Regions from separate parts of the Sus scrofa genome. Here region 2 is linked to region 1. A link is a contact called in public Hi-C data. All regions are on one chromosome and are shown on one strand. The core of a region is the stretch at or near the end of the contact, and the rest is flanking DNA. Distances in the headings are between cores, read along the strand shown. Region 1 overlaps SLC12A8 (solute carrier family 12 member 8). Region 2 overlaps HEG1 (protein HEG homolog 1).

Region 1 (6,791 bases), core at 760-3,259:
TCGGGCTCAGTGGAGGAGGAACCAAATGTGATGGGCCGAGTACCTCACTGCCCAGGCTGGCAGAGGCCTGGGGCCAGACGGAAGGACCCGCTGCGCTGGGAGTGGGCTGGGGCCAGGGCTGGAGCACCTCGCCCCTGAACACAAGGACTTGCAGCTCTTTCCTCTGCATTTCTCACCTGACCGGCACCGAGCTAAGGGCCATACTTACAGGAAAACCTGCTTACCTGTGTGAGTGGATGGATGCGGTGAAGTTGGGATGGACTCCAAGCCTGTTTACATCTATTACTTTATTTTAGCCTTGAAATAACCGAGTACTGTGGCTGAGATGATTATTCCCACTCTACAGATGAGGAAGTCAAAGCCCCAAGGCGTCATGCAAGTTTCCCGAGATTGCAAAGTCAGTGGCTCAGCCAACATGTGAACCCAGAGCCCTGGGCTCCAAAGTGCTGTTCCACGGTGCTTCTAGGCGCTTCCTGGCTCTGGGGATTCTCTTAGCAGAAAGTGGTGGAATTGTACTCTGCTAAGAATCCTCTACTGTTCCCTTTCCCCTTCGGATCAAGGGAGCCTGAGACCCTGCCACCTCTGTGGGCCCTCTCATGCCTGCTCAGAACTGGAGGGTTCAGAGCTTGATGGGGAAGCAGGAGATGAGATGGAGGACTGAGGCCAGGCCAGTAGCCAGAACCAGGTACTGCAGTGGCCAAAAAGGTGGTTCCCAAATGCTTCCAGGGACAGAGGCAGTAGAGAAGCTCAGCTGACCAGGCAGGATGAAATTGAAGGCAGGCCTGATAATGGTCACGGCTGGGGGCCCACTCCTCATGCAGCCTGAGTCTCACCTCTGGTCCGCAGACACTGCTCCTCTTCCTGGGGAGGCTCAGGGTAAGGCCGGTTTGGGAGCCAGGATGCTCAGCCCTCAGCCCTACACCTCGCTGGCCTCAGGCAGACTGACCCTAGCATTCTGCCACCTTCTAAGGTGATTCTTTGGGAAGCTATGTTAGTTTAGAAGTATACGAGGACCACGGGACCCCTGGTGGGGGCATCTGACTGGCTGCTAGAATTTGTGGCCATGAAAGGCATGGGAAGCAGCAAGCAACATTTTAAGTCTCTTTAGATTTTGCCTTACTTCTTTTTCTTGCTTCCCATTCCTTTTTGACTGCTTTTCCCCCCCGCCCCCCATCATTTTCTCATTCCCTCCTCTGATCCCTTTCCCTCCTTCCCTCTCCCTCTGCCCATGGCTGGATCCTTGGAATGAGCCACTGCAAGGGAGTGTCTGGCCTATCCTGGGTTCCTTATTATTGCCCTAAACCCTCTCTGTGAAACAGAGATTTTGCCATGGATAGAAGTTAGTTGCTGTCTAGTTAAGGACATTTTCCAGTGCAGACTGGTAATGAGCAGGCTTTTGGACGATCCAGTATTGGGTAGCATTGTTGATTTGGTCTGGAAAAGTTTATTTATTCCCCAAAGCCAGCCTGCCGATCATCTGTGACAAGATGTGTTCTGGGGACCAGGACCTGGGGAGTTCCCATTATGGCTCAGCAGGTTAAGAATCCAACGAGTATCCATGAGGATGCAGGTTTGATTCCTGGCCGTGCTCAGTGGGATTGCAGAGGTGGTTTTCCTGGGGACCCCAGAGGAGTGCAAGGTGCCAGGGGTGCTCTGAGTGGCTGTCCCAACACGAGGGCCCCTAAGACAGAGGTTCCTCTCAACCCCCTTAGTGTCCAAACCCCAGCACAGGGCTCTATACTGGCAGTACCCAGTATGTGAGTTGAATGAATGAATGAAGAATGAATCAGCTAGGTTGGCTGGACAAGGGAAAGGCTCTGGAACGAAGCAGAGGTGTGGAAAGCCTGGGCCCTTCATCTCTTATCTGCAGTCGCCCGGGAGACAGATCCTCCCCAGGCCTCCCTCCAGAGAGGCGCCGACCTTCCTGTTTTGGCAGCGGTTCTCAGGTATTCCATCTGCACAGGCTGCAGCTGGTGGGAGAAACCACAATGCCTACATGGAGGGCCGGCCCAAGGCAGGGTCAGGTTCAAGTTCAGTCAGACCGTCTTGGGCAGGAGGAAGGAAGGAAGGGTTGCATCTGAGAAGAAACTGTGGCTTCGGAAGTTTTGCTCCTGGATTTTTTGGTTTGCAGCGAGTGGAGATGCTTACTTAGGGAGGCATTCAATACCTGACAAAAATGTGTGGATAAATTGCTGATAAAATCAAAGTGTGGGTTTTACCTTTAGCGGGTCAGCTGGCTGGTTCTGTCTGGGAAGGTCTGCCTGACTGCCTCCCTGCCTGCTGGAAGGGCATCACAGCCTCTGGCAGTAAGAGCTCTGTGTCCCTTAGAACTTTTCTTTATTTTTATTTTTTAGAAGAGCACATGCGCTTCATATTACGCATATCCCTCGAGCATGTGTGTCCAGATGGCTGGGACGGGAGTCTCCTGACCTGTTTTTTCCAACTGCGCAGGTTTAAGAGAAAGACCAGAGATCTGGCAGTGTTGACCAGAAATTCCAGCAGGTCAGCTGGAATCGGGTTGGGGATTTGCTGATGTGAAATACACATGGACAGTCCGATGCACAACAGATGGAGTCCAAGAGCAAAGCCAACTTGACCTTGAACGCAATCTTCCTTTGCTCCCGAACCACACACCAAGCAAGGCAAATGTAGGGGTACCAGAGCATGGGTTCCTATTTGTTACAAAATAGACAATTGTTTCTCATCAGGCTTTTCCAGTTAAAGCACATAGGATTGCAGTGACCTCATTTTTGACCAATGGCCAATGTATTCAGCTGTCTGGTGGAATAATCTATTAACTGGGCACCTGCCAATTGTCTGCAATAGGAACTAGTTTAGGCATATGTTTTAGAAAGTGATAACATTGTTAGAGGCCCTGCCGAGACATGGGGATGGAAGCCCAAGCAGGTCAGCATCAGGTCTGAAGTCAGTTTTGGATGATGGGTTGTGCTTACAGGCGACTCACTGCCCCATGGGTGACCTCCCTTCTCCCCTGCACTACTTGTGTGGTATTTAAGGGTAAGCCAACATGCACTGAGAATTCCAGGACTTGGGAATGTTGAATCTGGGTGATGTGCCTGATTCTGTGGGTGAAGAAACAGGCACAGAGAGGTTGATTACTCTTGGCTGGGTCACACAGAGCCACCGTTGGAATTCAGTTCTCCCAACAGCCAGTCCAGTGCAGTTTCCCCTGAACCGCACTGTGCACCTGCATCCCATGCATTGACAGTGAGTTCTTGCTCATACTTGTGTGTTGGCTTTGCGGAGGAGGCCCCTTATGAGGCTGGTTGGTGAAGGAGACAGTTACGCTGTTTGACAGCCCACCTGCAAGCTAAGTCTGTCACTTTTAGGGAACCACATCTTAAGCCTGAGTGTGAGAAGGCTTAGACAAGTTGCTATAAATACCACCTGCTTCATCCAGACTTGCATCTGCAAGTAGAGATGGCTTAAAAGATGGGGATAGTTGTGGAACACCAGGAGGCCATGGGGAGAAGGACTGGCCACAGCAAGTACTCATGGACCTTTTGATGGAAATAGCTTCTTTTGTAGAAAGATGATTGGCATACATAGTAATCCTTATCTGTATGATAGTAATAATAATAACTAGTCTTTGTTGAGCACTCAATGTATGTCAGACATTGTTTCATATACTTTACATGTGGTAATTCACTTATTTCTTACAATGAGAGGTAGGTAGCATGATCATTCCCATTTTACAAGTGGGGAAACTGAGGTTGTGAGAGGTAAGTACCTTGCCTAAGGTTACACCGTTGGAAGAGTTGACAGTCACCCTAGACTCTAGTTCCAGAGCCCAAACTCTTAATCACTACGTTTTATGGTTCTTGAAAGTCTAATGACCCTAGAGTTAGGCCTTAAGCCAGAGATGGGGAACTTCTGGTTCCTAATTTAATCTGGTCTTCACATCAGTTTTTAAGAGGCGATATAATTTATGCCTGAAATTGTAAAAATGTAAAGGAGAGTTTCGGTCTTTATAGTAAGTATACTCACATTTCTCAAATGGAGGTATTACTCCATAAAGGTAAATAATTAGGTTTTTCTCTGTGAAATGAAGTGCAGGACTTCACAGAGAAAGAACATGGGGGGAGTTACCCCCAAACAGGAGGGAAAATATTAATGCTTCCAACATTTACAATAAAACTAATTTCTTAAATTAGTTTTATTGTAAAACATATTTTGCATATAGAAGAATGTGTAAGACATATGTACTGGTTCAGGAATAGCAAAACATCATCTAGTCCCCGGGGTTGGTCCTATAGGTGCTCCCTGTTGCTCCTTCCCAAGTGCATCTCCCTCCTTTCCCACAGGAAATGATCACTATCAGACTTCAGGTGCCTTCCTTTCTCAGGGTTGTAATGTGTTAGGTTCTAAGTATCTGGAGGGATGCTTTGGCGGACTGAGCTGATCTCTGTTTCTGTGCCTTAGCTCATTATGGCCTACATCTAGCCCTCAGGAGTAGGTCAAAACAGAGCACTTCTGGGGATTGAAACAGAAGTCTGAGGAAGGGAGAGAAGCAACTTCATGGTCAAAGTTCAGGGTCAAGATGAGTCAAGGGAGTTCTCATTGTGGGTCAGCAGAAACAAATCTGACTAGTATCCATGAGGATGCAGTTTCAATTCCTGGCCTCACTCAGTGGGTTAAGGATCTGGCATTGCCATAAGCTGTGGTGTAGGTTGCAGACTTGGCTCAGATCTGGCGTTGCTATGGCTCTGGTGTAGGCCGGCAGCTACAGCTCTAATTCGACCCCTAGCCTGGGAACCTCCATATGCCGCAGATGCATCCCTAAAAAAAAAAAAAAAAAAAGAAAAGAGAAAAAAAAGAAAAAGAAGAAAGGATGAGTCAAGCACAGCTAAGACTCTGAGATAGGTTCATCCCAGTGTTCTGATCTCAGGTTAAAATCTAGGGGTGGTGGTAGTGATCTTGGTGATGAGGGCTTGCATGTGTCCTTAGTCACATTGCTCCAGTCTATGCATAGCTGTCATCCCAGGATTTCCATTCACCCACCTTTATCTCTCTTCTCTGTTGCATCTCCTGTTTATGAATCCTGTGTCATCCTATCCTGCTCTCTCATTTTGATGGAAATTCATCTAGTAACGTCCTGTGAAAGAGCACATGGGAGATCAATTGTTTGAGATTTTCTGTGTCTGCAGATTCTTTTTCCTGTGCTCATACTTGACTGATAGTTTGACTGGGTATCAAATTCTCGGTTGGAAATTATTTTCTCTTAGATTTCTGATCACTTATCTCCTTGATTCTAGTATTGCTACTGAGTAGTCCAGAGTTATTCTGATTCATAATCCTTTAGAGGTAACTGTAAATTAGGAGGAAGTTCTTCCTGTCCTCAATTTTCTGAAATTTCAAAATGATATGCTCTCATGAGGTTCTGTTTATATTATGCTGGGCACTTGATAGGTCGTTTCCAATAACTTATATCTTTCAGTTCTAGGAAATCTTCTTAAATTATTTCAGTGATTATTTTTTCCTATACTTTTGGTTCTCTCTTTCTGCTTCTGTTCTACTATTTGGATATTGTATTTTCTTAATTTTTCTTACCTATTTCTGTCTTCACTTTTTGAGACGTTCCCTCAGCTTTATCCTCTACTCTTTCTATCAACTTCCTCATTTTGCTGCTATGTTTTTACTAATGAAGACTTTTATTTTCAGTTTTTGGAATATGGCTTTTATTTTAATAACATCTTTTTGTCTGTTTCATGAATTTGTTACTTTCTCTTAACTCTCAAAAGACTTATTGATTCATTAAATTTTTAAAAATTAATTAAAAATTCTGCTCCCCCTAAGCTCACTTTTCCTCTTTGAGGTTTATTTTATTTATCAGAGGAATTTATTAGATGTATGGTAATTCTTGGCTTTCCATTCATCATTAGAAGTTGGGGATAAAAAGCTGATTGGAAGTACTGAGCACACAGGTCCTGTCAGTTTTGAGCTGCATGAGATAGTTTGGGTGGACTAGTTGTTGGGGCCCCTCTCCTAATTTCATACCTTTATGTGCTTCAGTAATTGTTTCACTTTCTCCCGAGAGGTGTCTTCCATTTCACCTGAATGATGATTCTGGCTGCCCTTGTTATGGAAGCTGAGTTGGGAAAAAGAATCCGGGGGGTGGGTCTCCATTCCCAGTATTCAGTAAATATAGACTCATTTTCTCCCAGGTGGCCTGGCACCCCTTGTCAAAGCCCTTGGCTTATCCTCTCCAGAGAATAAACATCCAGACTTCTGCTGGTTGGGGAGCACCAGATACCTAGTAGCACAGGTAACTTCTCAGAGTTGCCACCTTGGTCTTCCTTGCTTCAGGCCAAACCCTCTCACTCCCATGTTCAGACACCTGGTACTGCAAATCCTGAAACCTTTGAGAATTGTGACGGTTTGGTCAGGTTAGTTCTTGCTTTCCCTCTGCAGACTTGAGATTGCATTTTCTCCGGTTTGATCCTAGTGCCACTTGACCATCTACTTTTTAGCTTGGGACACTTTGTTGCTGTTTTCTCCATTATTATGGATTTGCATCCTTAAAAAAAAAAAAAAAAACCCTCCTTATTGTCTGTAAGTGGGATCTGGGGAGAGAACAAAATTAGGTACATGTGTTCAATCTGCCATCTTACCCCAAAGGTCTAGTGCTAATATTTTAAAATGACAAACGACCACATTTAAGCTTTTTTTTTTTTTTTTTTTTTTTTTTTAGCTGTGCCTGTGGCATGTGGAAGTTCCCAGGCCAGGGATCAAACCCATGCCACAGCTGCAACCTGCATCATAGCTGTGGC
Region 2 (6,229 bases), core at 1,333-3,832, 170 kb after region 1:
TGACGACCTAGAGGCGAGCAAGCCCCCGGGCTGTAAGGTCGGGAGGCTGCAAACTCTGCCGCCCAGGTTACCTTGCACACCTCCCCTTCAAGCATGTCTGTGCGGTGGCAGGCGCTGTTTCCCCTTAGGCCAGACAGATGTGGGGAGAGCCACCCCCCAGCAGGTCTTCCTAACAGAGCGTGGTCCAGCTTTCTGGGTGTGTGCTGATTCTCCCCTGCAGCCCTTGAGCATGGAGGGCACCACCCATCAAGGGCCAGGTTTGCAGAGGATGCTGGAACTGAGGACAGCACCCCATTTCTTCTGGGTTTGCTTTCTGTCCCATGGCAGGCTGCAGAAACTTTTGGTAACAGGCCTGAGCCTGACCTGGGGAAGGGGGGGAGGAGTGGCCTCAGGCAGTGCAGCAGCAGCCTCGAGAGGAGCACACCGGCTCTTGTGGAAACGGTTCTCCCAGCCTCTTGAAATAGAAAGTTCATGCATCTTAATGTTTGACGTGGAGCAAGCTTTGTTTTGTTTCACTGTCTTGTTTTTCCATTCCAGCGGGCAGCTTGTGCAAGCGGAAGACTCCAGAATGTGACAAAGAGACCTCCATCTGTACCGATCTGGATGGGGTCGCACTGTGCCAATGCAAGTCCGGCTACTTCCAGTTCAACAAGATGGACCACTCCTGCCGAGGTACCGGCAGCTCTGGGGTCCTGTGGCCTGAGAGACGGGGAAGGTGCTTTTCTCTGCCTGGGTTGCTCTCTCTGCTCTAGGGGTGACTGTTCTAATCTGGGGGTAACCAGTTCTGGTGATTTTACTCCCAGCAGGATTGAATGCATTATCTCCTTGGAATAATAGCATTATTTCTGACTGGTACACACTGCTCTGGCCAATCAGATTGAAAGGGAAAGAAAAGAGAAGGGAATGCCTGTGGTGGCCAGGTCTTTTCTTTCTTTTCTTTTCCCCCCTATTTAGGGAAAATTAGAAAAATTATTGTTTGAATTCCCAAAACTTTATTCTATTGTATGTTGATCTTTTAAAATGGAAATATCTGGAGTTCCCTTTGCGGCTCAGTGGGTTAAGAACCCAACTGTTGTCTGTGAGGATGTGGGGATGCAGGTTTGATTCCCTGGCCTCGATCAGTGAGTTAAGGATCTGGCGTTGCCCCAAGCTGTGGTGTAGGTCACAGATGCTGCTCAGATCTGCTGTTGCTGTGGCTGTGGTGTAGGCTGGCAGCTGCAACTCTGATTCCACCCCTAGCCCGGGAACGTCTATATGCCGCAGGTAAAAAGAAAAATAAATAAATAAATAATACAATGGGAATACCAGCATGGAGGCAGGGCTATACCTCTCAGTGGCAGCTGGTAGCTCGGGAGACCTGAGTCCGAGCCCCACGGTGCCTGCTGGGCATCCATCATCTCAGGGAAGTCACGTGGCTTTCCTGAGCCTGAGTTTCCCCTTCTGTGAAGTGGGTACAGGGAGACCACGTTGGATAGACTAAGAATCAAAGGGCAGTGACTGTGGAGATGCTCTGTGGGCCGTCTGCATTTGCACCTGTATCTTACCCAGGTTGAGCCAACAAGTTCTGGTCTTAAAAGTGTCATGGCACAAGCCTCATTCTGCTAATGTCTTTGGTGAGGATTGAACTCATCCAGTTTGAAGTGAAGGCTGCTCAGTGAGTGCAGTGCAAGGACAGTGCTCCAAAGCACAATGAATTCAAGCCTGGCACTCTGGGTACCCTGAGTTACCTGCTGCAATCCACGATCACAGGAAAACTAGCATCATAAAGGCATCGTGGAGCCTTAAACCTCCCATCACATGAGAACGCGTTTGGCCCAGTTTTTCTGCTCAGTCAACGCCTGCTGGTGACAGATGTACTAGAATCTGAGTACAAATCGCATCCTGGGGAAAGGGGACATGCTACTTATTTCAGGACTTCCCCTGAGAGGAGAGGATAAAAATACATCTCGGGGCAGTGCTCTCACCCTGAGCTCCAGACCCTCTGACTTCAGTGCTTTGAAAGTGCACCTCCTCAGCTCTGCGTGAGGCCCTGGGAGGGGTGTATTGGGTGGGGGGCTTGGATGCTTCCTGGTTCCCTCTTATCTGATCTCATGCAAAGTGCTCCTGGCCCATCTTAGAGATTGGGCCTTGAGCCCACTTCCTGTGGGAAGGTGCCCTCTGTTGATGTCCCTGGAGCCCGGGTGGCCGTGCAGGGCAGAGGAGCGGTGGTTTCTGTACACAGAGCCTCAGCGACTGGCCAGGGTGGGGTGGGGGGAGGGGGGCTTAAGAGCAGCTGGGCCACCTCTGCTTTTGGCCAGTTCCCTCTCTTTCCAAGTCAGCCGCTTCCTAACGGTGTCACCTCCAGACTAGCATTAGCAACAGCAGAGCTGTCCAAGGTTGACCAGATGCACGGACACAGGCATCAGCCCCCTTAGGTTTATCACTAATGACCTGAGAATCAGCACAAGGAAACCCAGTTAGCTTCAGGGCTCAGGGCCGAGGCCCCGCACAGCCTCCTTTCTGCAGTCTCCAGTGAGTAGATTTGCATCCAAGGCTATCAGCGCTCCCCTTGAACGGATCCCCAAGCTCCTTGGGCCACAGCCCAGTCAGCTGGGTTCTGAGGGGTTACAGTGACATCTTCTGGCCATTGGTGCGGGAACACAGGGATAGTTAAGAGGCATGCTGTTTCTCAGACTTCTCAAATCTGGGGTCATAATGGGGTATAAATGGGCAAGAGAGGCATATAGGATGTGTTTTATAAATCTCTGCAATTCATAGCTGGACATCAGCAAGTATGTATTTTTTCTGTTGTACACACACACACACACACACACACACACACACACACACGACGCTTCTTAGTGTCTCCTAAAATGTCTTTACCAGACTCTCAAAGCGTCATGTAAAATTAAAGTAGGTGTCCTTTGCCTAGGGGTCTTGGCCTCCTTCCATCACCCAGGCATCCTGATGAATTCCAGCCCTCTGCCTGCAGGTCTCTTTCTCTGCCCAGCCTGCACATGCCTTGGGTGCCTGCCTCTGGAGCTTGCTGGCACACTTTGGGTTCTGCAAATGTCTGTTGAAGGAACAGATGGATGGTAGGGCAGGGAATGTGGTGGGCCAAGATTGGCAGGTCTTGATACAGTTTGTGGCAAGGGGTCAAAAGAGCCTCGAGGATACCACCACTCACTGATTTTATTTAAAAGCCCAGAAGGGTTGAATTTGCTCGAGTTCCTTATTACTGGGGAAGCCCACTTTGGGCATATATACTGGCTGTTGCCACGCTTACTTCATCACCAGCACTTCAAGGGTCAGAGGCCCTCCAGGGCATGGAGATGAGGAGCTGGGTCCTAAGGCACACAGGAGCGCCTATGGTAAGCTTTCCTTCCAAGAGCCCCAAGAGCAGTGCCAGCCCCACAGTAGCGCTCAGTCCTTGACGAATGACTGAGTGAGCTCATCTGAAGTAAGGAAACGTCATTACACCAGGGAGCCAGACCACTTTTGAAGTGACATGAAAACAGCCCAGCCCATCAGCTTGTGGGCAGGACAACAGATGGACCTCACATCTGGCGGGATGACAGCCACGGGGTGGAAAAGCTCCCACCCAGCAGATGAGGTTTGGGTGGACAGATTCGAGGTAAAAACATTTCCAGGAAGAAGAGTTCAGAATAGAACGACTGGGTGACATCAGCCTGCCTCAGGGCCGAGATGGGTGGGGAGGAGCCGCCACTGGGAAGCTGGCAGTCCCTGCACAGCTGTCCTGCAGGCAGAGCTGTGGGTCACCCAGGGGCAGCCTCCCCGCTCCCACGACCTAGCCATAGCACAAGGATGGCCAGGGCATGTGGCTTTCCACGCCAGGGAGGGAGGCGGGCTCCACTTGTTCCCTAGAGAAGGCCCCCCTTGAGTCATGCCAGCTCAGAGAACTCAGAGGACACAAAGGTATCAAAGATTTGGGAGATGGGCCATGTTCCTCCTTCCCCAATATGGGATATGAATCTGCTCTACCTCGGTGCAGAAAAGATTTGAAGTGCCTAATGAAAATTCATTGTAAATAAAATAAGATTTAATATAAAGGGAAATCAGCTTGAAGGAGACATACAGTGACTACTTTGTTGAGGCTAGCAGGAAAGTGAGCCTGCAGAAAGAAAATAAAAGGGGGGAGGGGAGAAGGAAAGAAAGAAGAAAGATAGATGGAGAAAGGAAGGAAGGAAGGGAGTTCCCATTGTGGCTCAGTGGGTTACAAACCTGACTGGTATTCATGAGGATGTGGGTTCGATCCCTGGCCTCACTCAGTGGGTTAAGGATCCAGCATTGCTGAGAGCTGTGGTGTAGGTCACAGATGAGGCTCAGATCCCCTGTTGCTGTGGCTGAGGCATAGGCCAGCGCCTGCAGCTCTGATTTGACCCCTAGCCTGGGAACTTCCATGTGCTGTGGATGTGGCCCTAAAAAGCCAAAAACAGAAGGAAGGAAAGGAGGGAGGGAGAAAGAAAGAGCAGGAAGAGCAGTGTTAAGCACATCTATGTAGTTAACGTTATCCTGCACCGATCCTTAAAGGAGGATGCAAGAGGGCTGTGAGAGGTCCCCCTTGTCCCAGTCTGCACATGCAGCCCCTGAGCCCGAGTGCTGCTGAAATGCACTTCTCGCCATCAACATGTGTCCAGGGGATCGCTGCTCTAGTCCATGTACCTTCTCTTTCCCGTGATCTTGTATGCAGCATATATCATACATTAAACATGAATCAAATTTCTGTCATTCCTTGCAGTAATGAATTTGAATGAGGCTATTTTTTATTGTCTGCTTTCATCCAAGCATGCTTTACAGCTCATTCTGTGATCTGTGTTCGGTCAGTTTATTGTAGTGTGGAAAATGTTCCGTGATCAGATAAATTCAGGAACTGCTGATCCAGGGAAATGGCTGGCCCACGGGCCTTCAGTGAAGCAGTGGTCCATGAGCCGCACTGCCAGAGGGTTCAAAGCCATGGTCTTGGGTGGCGTGCCACTTAGGGCTCATCTAGGAATGTCCACAATCGCCTGCACAGACCACCGGGTGAGCATTCTCCTACGGAAGCCAAGGCCCCCACCAGGTGGCTCTGAAGGCATCACAGCTCTCATTTCCTCACGGAAGGGGACTGAGGGTGCCAACAGCAGGTTAACCATTTGACTTTCTTAAAGAATATGAAGCATTTGTCTTTGTGTTTATGGAAGGATGTTCCACGGGGCCACAGAGAACGGCTAAAAAGAATCTCATTGGCTGGATGATAATTACAGCTACGCACATTCAGTTAATGGTTACTATGTGCCAGGGGCTGTGCTGAGTCATTTGCGTGCCTTGTGTTACTTAATCCCTTTCTCGAAACTATAAAACAGGTATTATTGTTCTCAGTATTACTATTATCCTTTGTTTTCTTGGTGGGAAACTGAGAGCCACAGAGGGTAAGAAATGTTTTGGATAAAATTAATATTAAAGCTGGCAACAGAATCTAGACCAGATAATAGATCATTCTAAAGCTAATTGCAGCCTTCTGGTTAGAATGTTCTTGTGGATCTTGGGGTGGCTGGGGTTTAAGTGTCACTTTGGGCCAGGAGAGGTCAGTAGACACATTCATGGATTTTCCTTTTCTCTTCCAGCATGTGAAGATGGATATAGGCTTGAAAATGAAACCTGTACGAGGTAGGCTCTGTGTTCTTCTGATCCATTTGTTCCAAACCTTATTTAGAAGTTACTCAGGTTATTTCTTTTGCTGTTTGAAACTAATGCTTCTTCTTTGTCCACTTGCAGTTGCCCATTCGGCCTTGGTGGTCTCAACTGTGGAAACCGTGAGTATGCAGGAGTGAGAGAAGCCCTTTCCGGAGGAGCCTGACCCCCTCTGAGGCTTGATCAATAAACTAGGCATGAGGTGTTCAGCCGTGGGGGAGGGACCCCACCCCAGGAGAATAGAAGGGGCTTCTGAGTGCTTCCTGAAGGGACAGGATGGGAGATTTGGGGCAGACTCTTGGGCAGGCATGGAGGAAGAAGGAGTCCAGGTAGAAGAAACACTCTAAACAAAGGTCTTGGGGCAGCCTGGGCCCCTGGATTTCTGGACAGTGTGTCAGTGGGTGTGGCTGAGGATAGAAAGAGAAGAAGGTGATTTCACTTTTTTTTTTTTGTTTTTTTGCTATTTTTGGTTTTTTTAGGGCCGCACCTGTGGCATATGGAGGTTCCCAGGCTAGGGGTCCAATCAGTGCTGTAGCCGCTGGCCTACACCACGGCCACA

What was found. Hi-C and Micro-C count contacts between places; a contact is called where the count stands out from the background.
Region 2: a contact with region 1 is called in a Hi-C map of heart right ventricle, with 10 times the contacts expected there. The contact joins two enhancer-like sites. A contact is called at or near these places in 10 of 47 Hi-C or Micro-C datasets (alveolar macrophages, brain, embryonic fibroblasts and 7 more) and 1 of 2 datasets of contacts at active chromatin or transcription factors (skeletal muscle).

The regions. Positions count from the first base shown.
Region 1 is chr13:135,160,397-135,167,187 of Sscrofa11.1, forward strand. The region is part of intron 5 of SLC12A8 (solute carrier family 12 member 8); the gene reads left to right. Among named protein-coding and RNA genes, the nearest start is that of SLC12A8, 58 kb to the left of the region's middle. Within about 2 kb of position 2,010, at least 12 of the 83 cell types and tissues checked have an H3K27ac peak or open chromatin away from gene starts, as enhancers often do.
Region 2 is chr13:135,329,214-135,335,442 of Sscrofa11.1, forward strand. It overlaps HEG1 (protein HEG homolog 1), which reads left to right. Exons shown (of 17, transcript XM_021070219.1): 12 at 538-672; 13 at 5,604-5,646; 14 at 5,755-5,792. Among named protein-coding and RNA genes, the nearest start is that of HEG1, 64 kb to the left of the region's middle. Within about 2 kb of position 2,583, at least 8 of the 83 cell types and tissues checked have an H3K27ac peak or open chromatin away from gene starts, as enhancers often do.